2 separate regions of the Capra hircus genome follow, and region 1 is linked to region 2. The links are chromatin contacts, called in public Hi-C maps. All regions are on one chromosome and are shown on one strand. Each heading gives the region's core, a stretch centred on a gene start, on an enhancer-like site or on the middle of the called end of the contact. The rest is flanking DNA. Distances are from core to core; before and after follow the strand shown.

What was found. A called contact is a pair of places that touch in the nucleus more often than the background predicts.
Region 1: a Hi-C map of liver shows a contact between it and region 2, with 5 times the contacts expected there. The contact joins the enhancer-like site here to the promoter of PSMC1 in region 2. A contact is called at or near these places in 2 of 5 Hi-C or Micro-C datasets (blood and liver).

Annotation. Positions count from the first base shown.
Region 1 is chr10:1,557,997-1,565,015 of ARS1.2, forward strand. TDP1 (tyrosyl-DNA phosphodiesterase 1) reads right to left here. Exons shown (of 16, transcript XR_001918634.1): 6 at 6,244-6,278; 7 at 395-487. Among named protein-coding and RNA genes, the nearest start is that of TDP1, 19 kb to the right of the region's middle. Within about 2 kb of position 4,200, at least 1 of the 5 cell types and tissues checked has an H3K27ac peak or open chromatin away from gene starts, as enhancers often do.
Region 2 is chr10:1,351,321-1,357,720 of ARS1.2, forward strand. PSMC1 (26S protease regulatory subunit 4) reads right to left here and starts at 2,933. Exons shown (of 11, transcript XM_018053846.1): 1 at 2,884-2,933. The coding sequence starts at 2,886.

The DNA of each region.
Region 1 (7,019 bases), core at 2,950-5,449, 210 kb after region 2:
CTCAACGGACGTGAGGTAAAGAAAACTCAGGCAGACAGTGAAGGACAAAGGGGGCCCGGTGTGCTGCTGTCTGTGGAGTCACAGAGAGTCGGACACGACTGAGCGACTGAACAACAACGTTCCCAGGTATAAAGAGGCAGGCGCGGACGATCATGGGCCAAACGGTCAGCCCCAGCTGCCTGCCACAAGGGAGGCAGCATCACTTTCTTGCATGCACCTCTCTCCTGTGCCATAATTCTGGTTCTTCCTTCCCACAGTGAAAAAACCAGGAGAACAAGAATTCGCGAATGTTCTCATTCTGGCTGTTTCTCAGCACACAGAGCGACACCATGAGACGAGCAGAGCCCCTCAGCACACGGAGCGGCCAGTATGAAACCAACAGAGCCCCACAAACCCCTGTGTTTTCTGGTGCCAGTCCTCGCGGATGAGGTTGGAGGTGTGTATGACAACCCGGAGGCCTTCCTCGTACAGCAGAAGCATCATTTTCCTTTAAAAACAGAAAAAAGAACAAGCAGTTAAGAGCACTCTCAAAGCACCTTTCCGGCACAAACGCAACACGCAAGAGACCTCTCACATCACCCAGACTGCAAAAGCTACACTCTCCGTTTCCTCTACACATTCTCAAAGTCTACTCAGGTGACAGGCGGAGAGCCACCTTCCAAAATGCCCGGAGCGCTGGATGGCTGAAACGAACCTTTGCTCCATCCCGCCCACGTGGCCAGTCCTGGCACTGAAAACCCCTCCCGCCCCAGTCTGGCCCCTTCCCATCTACTCTGCATCCCCCGTCACTATGAGGGACAAGAGCAGCCTGCTCCCTGTTTCCAGGGTCTGGGCACACCTGTGCGCTGCGCGGGGGCTACCTAGCGTTAGAGCAAAACCAAACAAAAGACGGCAGCAGAACAAATGAGAAACTCAGGAGGACACTGCATGTAGAAAGTGCTGGTTCACGAAACTGGTTTCAGCGCTTATCAGCGTGGATGTGTGCAGCAGACTGAAATCAATGCATTTCCTGCTGTGGGTTGCAGCTTAAGTTTGACAGATGCTTCATTTTCAAGAGACCGATCTTTTCCTTCAGGCAAGGCTTTATTGGGGCCCCTACTACAGCAGAGGGAAGTTACAAGCAACCACTGATCTTTCTCCACACTCCAGACTTGTCACGAGCCTGAACCTGGGCTGGAGGTGAGTCTTGCCTTTCATCCTCCCTTGACTCAAATCAGCTCTTGAGATTCCTTTCTTTCAGATGGGGCTTCCCCAGTCATCCGGCCACTTGTCTTAGTTGGATTCCAGGGAGGGGAGGGGGAACAGCACTCGCATAAGAGGTTCCCGTCTGAGGCTGGAAGGCCTAAGCGCCTCTGCCATCACTTGGAGGCCACCTGACCCCACGAGCCACTCTGCGTCCCTCAGCCTCAGTTCCTCACTCGCAACATGCAGGATCAATCCTCCGTTCACTTTACAGGCCTGCTGTGACAACGAAACGCAACACCCATTTTGCTTAACTTAAAGCGTTCCGTGCGGAGAAGGCAATGCCAGCCACTCCAGTATTCCTGCCTGGAGAATCCCATGGACGGGGGAGCCTGGTGGGCTGCAGTCCATGGGGTCGCTAAGAGTGGGACACGACTGAGCGACTTCACTTTCACTTTTCACTTTCATGCACTGGAGAAGGAAATAACAACCCACTCCAGTGCTCTTGCCTGGAGAATCCCAGGGACGGGGGAGCCTGGTGGGCTGCCGTCTACGGGGTCGCACAGAGTCGGACACGGCTGCAGCGACTTAGCGCCAGCAGCAGCAGCAAAGCGTTCCGTGTGTGCGTTCCCTCTATGCTTCAGCGCCCTGCTTTACTTCATCATCTGCTACGAGATAATTCTCGGCCTCTTGATGGTTTTCTAATTATTTCAGGAACCTAAATTCTCTCCTCCACACCCAGCTAGACATTTACTCAAGGCAGTAACTCTGCTTTATTTCCACTGAGGCCAAAATGCTCTTTAATGTTTACTGATGTAAGCCAGTTTACACCTGGGGAAAAAAAGGAACCACTCAAAAAACCACCACCTGAATACTACTGAGATTGAATGGAGTTAGCATTAAAAACATACAAAGGCATATAAAATCAGAATAAGATTTAACTCTTGCCAAAAAAAAAAAAAATTTTAATCTAAGCTGGCAAACAGTAAATTAATGCAAAGCTGGAGAAAGACAGCTGTTGAGACAATCTTCTTCCCACTTACGAGATGTGCTCCCTGAAACCTCGACAAATTTACATACACAGTCACCAAATTAGTAGCTAGTTGTAATTAACAGTAAGCCAGTTATGAATTCACGATGTAAGTTTTACAAATATTTCCATTAGTCAAGGCATCATTTACAGGGAAAATCACACACTGATGTCAGCGAACCCTATTGATCTGCACCGAGACCTGCTCTAAGGGGAGCCACGTTCATCTTTTCATAGACCAAGTGGCGTGTCCCAAGAAGGTCAGAGTTAAAAACGGATAAAAACACACAAAATGAGGTCTCTCTGGAGGAATGCTGACCTGCATATTATCTAGTAAGCTTGTAGGCAGCAAAAGCAATGTTTCTCACATTTGAAGCTGCTCCCTAACAGGGGAAAAAAAGTTAATATCTGTGGAGCATTTATTAAAAGACACTTGCTCCTTGGAAGGAAAACTATGACAAACCTCGACAGCGTGTTAAAAAGCAGAGACGTTATTTTGCCAACAGAGGTCCACGTAGTCAAAGCTATGGTTTTTCCAGTAGTCAGGTATGGATATGAGAGCTGGACCATAAAGAAGGCTGAGCGCCGAAGAATTGATGCTTTGAACTGTGGTGTTGGAGAAGACTCTTGGAGAGTCCCTTGGACGGCAAGGAGATCCAACCAGTCAATCCTAAAGGGGATCAGTCCTGAATATTCACTGGAAGGACTGATGCTGAAGCTGAAACTCCAATACTTTGGCCACCTGATGCGAAGAGCTGACTTATTGGAAAAGACCCTGATGCTGGGAAAGATCGAAGGTGGGAGGAGACGGGGACGACAGAGGATAAGAAGGTGGGATGGCATCACTGACTCAACAGACATGAATTTGAGCAAACTCCAGGAGATAGTGGAGGACAGAGGAGCCTGGTGTGCTGCAGTCCATGAGGTTACAAAGAGTCAGACACAACTTAGTGACTGAACAACAGCAATTTGTGTGCCAGGCACCTAATGCTAGCACGCTAACCCCAGCTATCCAGAGGCACGACCATTCCCACTTCGTGACCAAGGGCAGACGCCATGGCTGGGAGAGGCCACGCGCACCATCCAGGGTCCCACGTGAGCCAGAAGCAGCGCGTACTGGGACCACACGTCTTGCGCACAGCGCTCCTTGGGCACAGCTTCCCCAGTGGGGCTGGGCTGCAGCTCCTTCACGCTTCTGGGCAGGGGCGGGCGAGGCTGGGCCAGGGCAGCCCAGGTGAGAGGGGACCGCACCCCGAGGGGAAGCGGGAGGCCTCGCTACCGCCTGGCGGGGCAGGAGGCCCAGCCTGGGCTCTGCGCCCTGCTACCGGCTGTATCTGATGCTTCTCCCCTCTGTGGATTCTCAGGGGCCTGAGAGGTGCCTTTGTTCCCAGCTCTGGGGGCCACCAGAAAGCCCGATGAGCTATGTCCCAGGATGGCAGGGCATCTGGGAAACACAGACAGAGCGCGTTCTCTGTCGCCAAGATGACCATGAGCTCCTGGAGGACGTGGCTGCATCTGGTCACTTGCAGATCCTCTGCGACACAGGTGTGGGTAAGACCGCGACCCCAGAGGCCCTGCGGAGTCACCGCAGCAGCCACACTCTGTGGGGGGCCGCACATTTCCAGGAGCTGGAGGCCCTTCCGCCATTCCTAGTTTATGTCTGTCTGCCTCTCTCACCCAAAGGCTGAAAGCTGCAAGTACAGAGTTCGGCCCATCTCAAACGCGTCATATCCCCTCGAGCTGGGCTTCAAGAGCATACTAGATATTTAATGAATAAGTTTTAGCACATTTTAAAGTGAGCAAGTGGAAGTAATCTCCAGACATGAGCTCAGTCTCCTACAAGATACTGGCACTTAACAAGGTGCAAGCTGCGCACGCTACGGGGGAGGGGTGGCTCTGCCGCCGTCACTTCCCCGGCACTTGCCCCTCGGCACGAGGAGCCCTCCTGGGCTTAACCCGCAACATGCCTGTGGTGGCGGGAAAGGAGGAGCGGGCTTCCAGAGTGTGCGTCTCTGGGCGGGGGGCGGGGGGGTGTGTGTGTGGCCGGGGGGTGGACCACAGGAAGCAGACAGCATTAGAAGTGAGGAAGCAACAAGTGAATTAGGGGCACCCCCTGACGGCCCAGTGGTTAGGACGCACGCCCACCACAGGGGACACGGGTCCTGCAGCCCACGCGGCCAAGATAAAAAAGATTCAAACTAAAAAAAGATAACATAAAAAACTTTAAAAAACAAAGTAAAAAAAACCACACACACACAAAGTCCACTGAGAACCTGAGTGAAAACGAGCAGGCCTAGCCCTATCTCCAGCACTCACTGGCGGACAGCTGCCTCCTGACTCGGGGGCTCTCGTCCGTAAGATGAAGACAAAAGGCCAAGCAGTTTTTTGGAAGAAAAAGAAAAGGAGAGCCCCACTGCCTCGTGTGTTACTGTGTCAGACCGAGGCCAGCCCAGCACTCAGTCCCTCCCGGCCCCAGGCTCTCCCAAGGCTACTTGGTAACACAGTTAAGTGTGCAGTGTGAATGCGCCCAAGAAAAGCTGACTGCCGGCTTGGAATGTGCGTCCGACGAAGGGGCCCAGCACTGCAGGCCTAGCGAACCAGGATCCACACGACTGACAGGGCTTGCTGAATGTATTTCCGAATCAGGAAGGTATTTAGGCTGAATTCCAGCTAAGGGTGGGGGACAAGGGTCCATCCAGTGGGACCCTTTCCGGACAGAATGTCGACCCAGGACAGCTGACTGCTGCCGCCCTCCAGCGTCTCCCGTGGAGAAGCCGCAGGCGCCCAAGACGCCTGTCCCGTCTGTTCAGTGCTGTTTGTATCCTGGGCTGAAATTAGCCTTCTGTGAGCTCTACGCCACGTAAAGGACAATTGATTCCCCAGCGACATAGGTGCTTGAGATCCCTCTCAACAACCCTCAACCCCTCCATTACAGTGAGGCTACCAATTAGGCGCGGTCGGTAAACGTGGCAATGTTTACACAACAGCATCTAAACCCAGATGTGGGTGGATAGGCATCCTTTCACAAAGTTGCTCGCGGCTTTCTGCTCTGGCTCCTTTCTGAAATCAGACTGGCAAAATATAGCTTTAAGCTTACAAAGCAAATGATGAACGCAGGCCCTCATTTTTGGCATATCAGGAAAACAGTGGTCACTACAAGACTTGGGCCAACACTTCCGCCCACGAGCTTCCTTGTTGCCTTAGGAACAGGAGGAACAGGTGCCCAAAGGGACAAGCCTGAAGCAGCAGACCTGTTTCCACTGCTGGCCCAGAAGCAAGACGAGGCTGTCACACTCAGAGTGTGACACATTTCAGATAAATCTGGTTTATAAAAACACAGAAAGGCAGGCAACCATGTCGTATTTTCTCAGCTAGAGAACCAGTTATGTACAAGAGCTCCATGAAAGTTTTAAGATGCAACCAGAACGTGGGTCAGGCTGGTACGTGTCCCATAGGAAGAGAAAAGGTTCTCCCGCCTACAGCTTGCACCGCCTCAGACACCGCCCTACGAGAATTTTCTGAGATGTCTTAAAAGCAGGGACAGGTACCAGTCTCTTAGGCTGACAACTTCTTGCAAAATAGTTTTTCTTTTATTCACAGCACAGAGCTGACCGAACAATGTTCTATTTGCTGCAGCTTAGAATCTGACAAAAATCACAAGGCTTTCTTTACACCAGTGGAATCTTCAGGCATGTGATGGCCATGTCTACAGCCACTCAGGACCATGGACCACAACCTAACCCCACCTGCACACCCCCGGGGGGGCTGTAGGGAAAGTCCTGAGCAGAGAGTGGAAAACCACATCACAGATACAACTGCCAGGCCCAGGCCAGTTCCACAGATCCAGACTTTCAGCTCCTGGTACTTGGTCTTAAGACTGTTAGGAAAAACTCCATCCCCTCTACTTCCTAACTTACAGCTTTCCCCTCAACAAAATCGTCACACGTGAGTCCCTTTTGAGAGCGACTTCTGAAGAGCATCATTCGATCTTTTAAACTCATATTCTCCCCCATTTCATAAAAATTGCTTACGTGTGATGTGTTCCAAATGCAATATCCAACTTTGCCTAGGATAAAAAAAGAGGTCAAGTCATTAAAAACAAACAAACAAACCTCAACAATACCGGTATTTATTTAAAACAAAATTAAGAGAGAGATTCAGGTCAATTTTTTTTAAAGTTTTTACTGCCCTCTAGTGGGCAAGCCCTTCATCACCAAGACAGCTTTTACAATAACAGCATCCAGTGAGGCTTATTTAAATACTTTTTTTTTAAGTTACCCAGAATGATTCAATACATACTGCATTTTTAATTACGGTAATTAGAAGCGAGAAGCAGAATTTCTTTAGTTGTCAGAAAACTAGCAAAAAAAATGAGATTTTACGCAAAGTTTTAAAATCAGATATTTGGCTCATACAAGTACATCCAGTAAGTTTTCCAAGCATATTTTAAAGAAACATTGAAAGTGCTGGTGATATGGAGACATGATGATGCTAAAGCAAAAGTTTTCTTGTATTTTTAACACAGCAAGTGTTCAAAGTAAAGATAATACGTTATATCCATTTTCATGTTACAAAATGATAATTTTACAAACCAACTGGGGGGTAGGCAAGGGAGTAAAACATTTTATCTAACATCTGGTATTGCAAGACCTTAATTAAGCAGAATATGCCTCAAGATGAAAAAGTTAAATAGAGACGTCAAAAATGGCTTAGTAGCTAGGAATTCGGTGTATAGACAAGTCCTTTCTTCACAGCTTTGTATAACTTTGGAAAAATACTTGACTCGCTAAACCTGTCTTTCTCCTCT
Region 2 (6,400 bases), core at 1,683-4,182:
CTTCCCAATTTAAAAAGCTGAATCACCTTAAGCTATCAAGAACGTAGTGTATTAGTAAGTTCAGGAAGATTTCTGATTTTAAAACAGACCCTTCGGTTATAGGACAATGTCTTACACAGAGCAAGGTCTCAGAAACAACAGCATTTTAAATAAGCAATAGTGAATTTACTTGATCAGAGGGCCCTCTCAGCCCCCTCAAATCACTCCCGCACAGGCACCAGTAAGCCAGATCGCCAGCTTCACTGTCCAGACAAAGCGATCCCCTAAAGGGATTAAAGTCAAATCTATTTCCCCATTTGCAAGATTCTAAAAACTTTGCACTTTCTTATGAAGAAGGTAATTAAGGGCTCTGAGAAATTTGGGGAAACACAATTAGCCGTCCAAGTTACAGGCCTTTAACAATCTGGCTCAGAGTTTAAAGCGTCTGCCTCCAATGCTGGAGACCCAGGTTCGATCCCTGGGTAGGGAAGATCCCTTGGAGAAGGAAATGGTAACCCACTCCAGTATTCTTGCCTGGAGAATCCCATAGACAGAGGAGCCTGGCAGGCTACAGTCCACAGGGTCACAAAGAGTCGGACACGACTGAGCGGCTTCGCTTCGCACCCCTAAGGGAACGCGCTGTTGCTGGGGCAGCTACTGTTTGTGGTGTGTTCATTACGTGCCTAAGTCTGTACAAGACATTTTCCTTCACTATCATATTTACACCAGACAATTCTTCAAGGTAGGTTTCATTATCACTACTTTCTAGATGAGGAATTGCAATGCACCTAAGAACACGGGCTACGGAAATAAATGCATCCAGGTTTGAATTCCGCCTTCATTCCTAGCAGTCTATGTGGCCTCAGGGAAGTTAAGTCGCCTCTCTGAGCCCGGGCGCCCTAACTGGAAAGTAGGGATGACATTAGTTTTTCTATGCTGCTGAAGGTGACTAACGGACGTGAACCCACGTCTCGTTTGCCTGACTCAGAGTACCTCTCACCAACACAATGTTATTGCTGAATAAGAAATGTTACCATCAGGACCTCCTCAGGGCTCCAAAACGAAATCCGCTCTTGCTCAGGCCTCCGCCCCCATCTCTGCTTACAGTCCATCCTGGTTCCGGTCCCCCCTCCTGTCCCCCCATCTCTGTTTAAAGTCCATCCTGGTTCCGGTCCCCCCTCTCCTGTCCCCCCATCTCTGCTTACAGTCCATCCTGGTTCAGGTCCCCCCTCCTGTCCCCCCATCTCTGTTTAAAGTCCATCCTGGTTCAGGTCCCCCCTCCTGTCCCCCCATCTCTGTTTAAAGTCCATCCTGGTTCCGGTCCCCCCTCTCCTGTCCCCCCATCTCTGGCTCTGTCCAGGCCACCTTATCTTACTGGACCGCTTGTCTCCCAGCGGAGGTTTCCAGGTCTAGTCTCCTCCCTCACCCATTCGGATATCACCTTCTACAACAAACAGCTGACCCTCTGAATCGCCTCAGAAACCTTCAACTGACCCCTAGCATTTATGGCCTAATGTCCAAACTCTCTAAGCTTGGCACACCTGGCCCTTGCCAAACTGGCTTCAGTTAACCCTTCCCAGGTTTGTCTACCCGTCCCATGACCCTCCAGGTCTGGCCCCACCGGAGGACGTTTCCCCGAGTCAGTCCCCCACTTCTCCATGTCTGGGGCACTCACACGATGTTTCTCAGCCTCAAGTAACTATACGTATCATACTGAACAGCAAGCGCTGTGCTCAACAAACAGATCCGACTAAGTCGCCGCGATCATCACCCTAGTTTACAGAGAAGGAAGCGAGGCTCAGAGAGGTTAAGTGACTTGCCAGCTGTCACAGAGCTGGTCGGAGAGACAGCACGCTCCCGGCCTCTGGACCCCAGCGTCCGTGCTCCTCTACTGCACGGGCCGCTAGCCCAGGGCAGCGCACCCGCGGGCCCCGCCTCAGGTTCCTCCTTGGTAAACTGAGGATAACAATAATTACCTCCAGGGACTGCTGAGAAGAATTACCAGCAAATGCTGGAAAAGTACTTCCCATGTGCTCGTCAGGCCCAGAATACTGCTACCCAAAGTGCTTCCAAGGCCTGCCTGAGTCTGCGGTGGAGCCCGCTGCTGCTCACCACACAGACCAAGCCTCTCCCCCCTCAGCCCTTGCATCCAGTCCTCCCAGGACCAGGGTATCTGCACCGGCTCCCCTCTCACCGGATTCAGGCCTCCCCGCCTCACCGAGGTTCGCTGACGCCCTGGCTGAAACAGCCACCTCTCCCGCCCTGGCACAGAGCAGCCACAGCAGAGGCCACTCGCCGCCCCCGTCCCGCCCCGTCACAGTAGCACATACTCCTCTGTCTCTCTAACCTGCCTTCTAGAGAATGCAAGCTTCAAGAGACCAAGACTGGGTCAGTCGTGCCCGCCCTGTGTGTGCAGCGCCTGGAGCGGAGCCTGGACCACCCCCCCGCGCCCCCCACCAAAGAGCGGCATCAACCGGGAGCAAAGGAACCATCGCGAGCCAAGCGAGGCACCGAGGGCCGTCCGCTCCGAGCGCCCCGACGCGCCCGACCACCGCCCCCGCGCCGCGCGGCCCCTACGACCCGCTCCCACCGCCCCCTCCGCCGCGCGGCCCCGAGCGCTCGGCCCCGTGGCTCGAGGAGGCTGCGGCCGAAACGCCCCGCGCCGACCCGGAAAGGGACAAAGCCAGCCCGGCCGAGCCGCCCCGCCGCCCGCCCGGCGCCGAGCCCCGGGCCCGGGGAAAGGCCGGCCGGCCCGCCGAGGTCCTCGACGCGCTCCCCAGGCGCCTTCGTGCCTCCCCGGAGACCGGGGCGGGCAGGCCCGGTGCCTCCGGCGGCGGCCGGCTTCCCTTGCCGCGGGCCGCCTGCACCCACCGCCACGGCCGGCCGAAGCCCTTAGTCACTCACCATCTCGCCCCGCCGCTCCCGCCGCCGCCGCCGCCGCCGCCGGAAGTGCGCCGCCAGGGCGGAGCGTCAGGGGCGGAAGTTGCCGCGACGCCACGGAAGCCGCCAGGGGCCAAATCTCGCGAGGATCGGCTGCGCCCTCTGGGTCTGCGCGAGCGGACGGGCGGTGATGCTCGGACTCCCAAGCGAGACGCGGGCCTTATTGAACTTTCACTTGAAAAAAATGTTTAAATCGCAGTTATTAGGTTATTGTCAACAAGTTAAGACAATGACCTCGACTGTCAAAGGCAATTGTGAAGATATAAACAATTTTAAAGAGGCCAGAATTAAACAGACCTTGCCTTAACTTCTCCAGGAACCAGAGTGGTCTTTGGAACCGCGAGGTTGGCATACACTTTTGCACCAGCATTTCGCGTCTGATTTGGTCTCTGGAATTAATCTGCTCATCTGAGAAGCTGTCTCATGAAGCCTCTGAATCTGGTGGTTTGTTTTTTTCCTGATGCCTTGTGACATCTGGTCAAAATGCCAAATGTCTTAAAAGTCCTCATCTTGCCCCAGGTTTGTATCCTTATTTATTACATCCATCAGGACATCAGAAAGAAACAAATCTGGGCCTTCCCTGGCTGTCCAGGGGCCAAGACTCCCTTCCAATGCTGACGAAATAAGATTCCTCATTCAGTTCACTCACTCAGTCATGTCCAACTCTTTGTGACCCCATGGACTGCAGCACACCAGGCCTCCCTGTCCATCATCAGCTCCTGGAGTTTACTCAAACTCATGTCCATCTCATTGGTGATGCCATCCAGCCATCTCATCCTCTGTGTCCCCTTCTCCTCCCACCTTCAGTCTTTCCCAGCATCAGGGTCTTTTCCAGTGAGTCAGCTCTTCGCATCAGGTGGCCACAGTATTGGAGCTTCAGCTTCAGCATCAGATCCCACATGCCACCCTGCCAAAAATATTGAAAACATAAAACAGAAGCAGTGTTGTAACATTCAAAACAGCCTTTAAAAAACAAAATAAAGATGGCAAGCAGCCTTTTAGTCTCCAGAAACTTCCATAGCAGGTGTTCAAAACGCTGAGCTGGAGAGATGGATTTGTCTGATCTGTCCCGCAAACCCCTCCCTGCCCAATTTTGAAACACTAAAAATATTTATCTAACACACAACAGGAAATGAGTCTTTCCATTTCATCACCACTAAAACGCTGTAATGGAAAGTGTTGATACTGTCCGGCTCCACGAACAAATCTGGCATCCTCTTCGCGTATGAAATGATGTGATAGGTAGGGGCAAGACGGCTCTCCCTTCATGACCGCTGAAAACGATTCCAGAGTTGTGCAGAATGTCTAGGCAATCTGTGTGTAATCTGAAGAAGCGTTGTGTTCCTGAGATGGCATCACGTTTGAAGAACGTGGGCTAAAAGTCTCAAGTTATTCTGGAGGATATTCACTAGGAAGTCCTTCTTAACACAGAGCAAACCTGGTCCTCTCTTTTCTCCCCATCACGGACTCCCGTGTTCACTCAGCTGACAGCCATCAACGTATAGGAAGAAACCAGCAGTTGAGAATCTCTCTCCACAATACACTCCATCTTTTATTTAAAAAAGAACAGTGGAAGAGGCCGTCAGCTCAGGGGTTAAGAGTGTGGGCTGCCAATTCCAGTCTCCTTCCTGGCCTTCTCCCCGAGGAGCTGTGTGGCCTTGGTGAGCTATTTTAAGTCCCTTTGTGACTCAGTTTTGCATTTGTGAAACTCAGATCTTTGCATTCGATAAATTAGGAGCTTAATAGATAACCAACAAGGACCTACTGTATATATGGGGAAAGAATCTTAAAAAAAGAATGAATATGTGTGTATATACATGTTGTTATATATACACACACACAGCTGAATGACCATGAGGTGCACCTGGAATTAACACAACATTGTAACTCAACTACACTCCAATAACATTTTTAAAAACCATTACTCCTTCACAGAGTCCTTGTTTCAGGACTAAAGTGCCTAAAATTTTAAGCATCAGCTACAATTACTAGTAGCAGTATTTTTAATGTACAAGTTTCTCCTGGTTTCCTCGTTCTGTTCTATATCAGATGGTCACATGTGGCTCACAAAATTTATAATCTGTTAGTGCAAAGCAGAGAAAAATGAGCTTCTGCTTCCTAAGCCAGCATCAGAAACTAGCTTCACAGGGGCAAGGAAAGATCCCAGGACCTGGAACATAGACTCGACAGAGTCCATGTATTATAGTTAGGAAGGAAGCTTCTCCCCAGACCTAGAGGAGCGGGATAGTGGGAATGAGAGAGAGGCTTAAGCAGGAGGGATATGTGTGTACATGTGGCTGACTCACTTCACTCTACAGCAGAAACTGGCACAACGCTGCGAGGCAACTGTACTCCAGTTAAACAAAGCGTTCATAATGTGTGTGTGTGAAACCGAATCACTGCGCTCTACACCTGAAACTGTCGCAACACTGTTAGCCAGCTGCACTCCAGCACAGAATGTTCTTCTTCTTCTTGTTGAGTCGCTCAGTTGTGTCCACCTTTTTGTGACCCCATGAACTGCAGCCTGTCCTTCACCATCTCCCGGAGCTCACTCAAACTCATGTCCATCTTGTCAGTGATGCCATCCAACCATCTCATCCTCTGTCGTCCCCTTCTTTTCCCGCCTTCAGTCTTTCCCAGCATCAGGGTCTTTCCCAATGAGTCAGCTCTTCGCATCAGGTGGCAAAAGTATTGGAGTTTCAGCTTCAGCATCAGTCCTTCCAATGAGCATGCAGGACTGACCTCCTCTAGGATGGATTGGTTGGATCTCCTTGCAGTCCAAGGGACTCTCAAGAGTCTTCTCTAACACCACAGTTCAAAGGTATCACTTCTTAGGCATTCAGCTTTCTTTATGGTCCAACTCTTACATCCATACGTGACTACTGGAAAAACCATAGCCTTAACTAGACAGACCTTTGTTGGCAAAGTAATTTATCTGCTTTTCAATATGCTGTCTAGGTTAGTCATTACTTTTCTTCCAAGGAGCAAGCGTCTTTTAATTTCATGGCTGCAGTCACCATCTGCAGTGATTTTGGAGCCCCCAAAATAAAGTCTCTCACTGTTTCCACTGTTTCCCCATCTATTTGCCATGACGTGATGAGACCAAATGCCATGATCTTCATTTTCTGAATGTTGAGCTTTAAACCAACTTTTTCAGTCACAGATCTGCTTGGCACTAAAACAGCACCTGGCCTGTAGTAAGCACCGTCTATATTTATGTGAAGCTGTTTTTAAAAATAAATGGTGTAGGTAGAATGAGTAGAAGTTTGATAAAGCGAAAGCGAAGTCGCTCAGTCGTGCCCGACTCTTCGCGACCCCATGGACTGCAGCCCACCAGGCTCCTCCATCCATGGGATTTTCCAGGCAAGGGTACTGGAGTGGGGTGCCATTGCCTTCTCCGATAGCCAGGGACTAGGCCCCCTTTCCGTTTTCCTTCAGTCCATGCGGTGATGGCCTTGAGATGGGCAGCGCCCAGGGACTG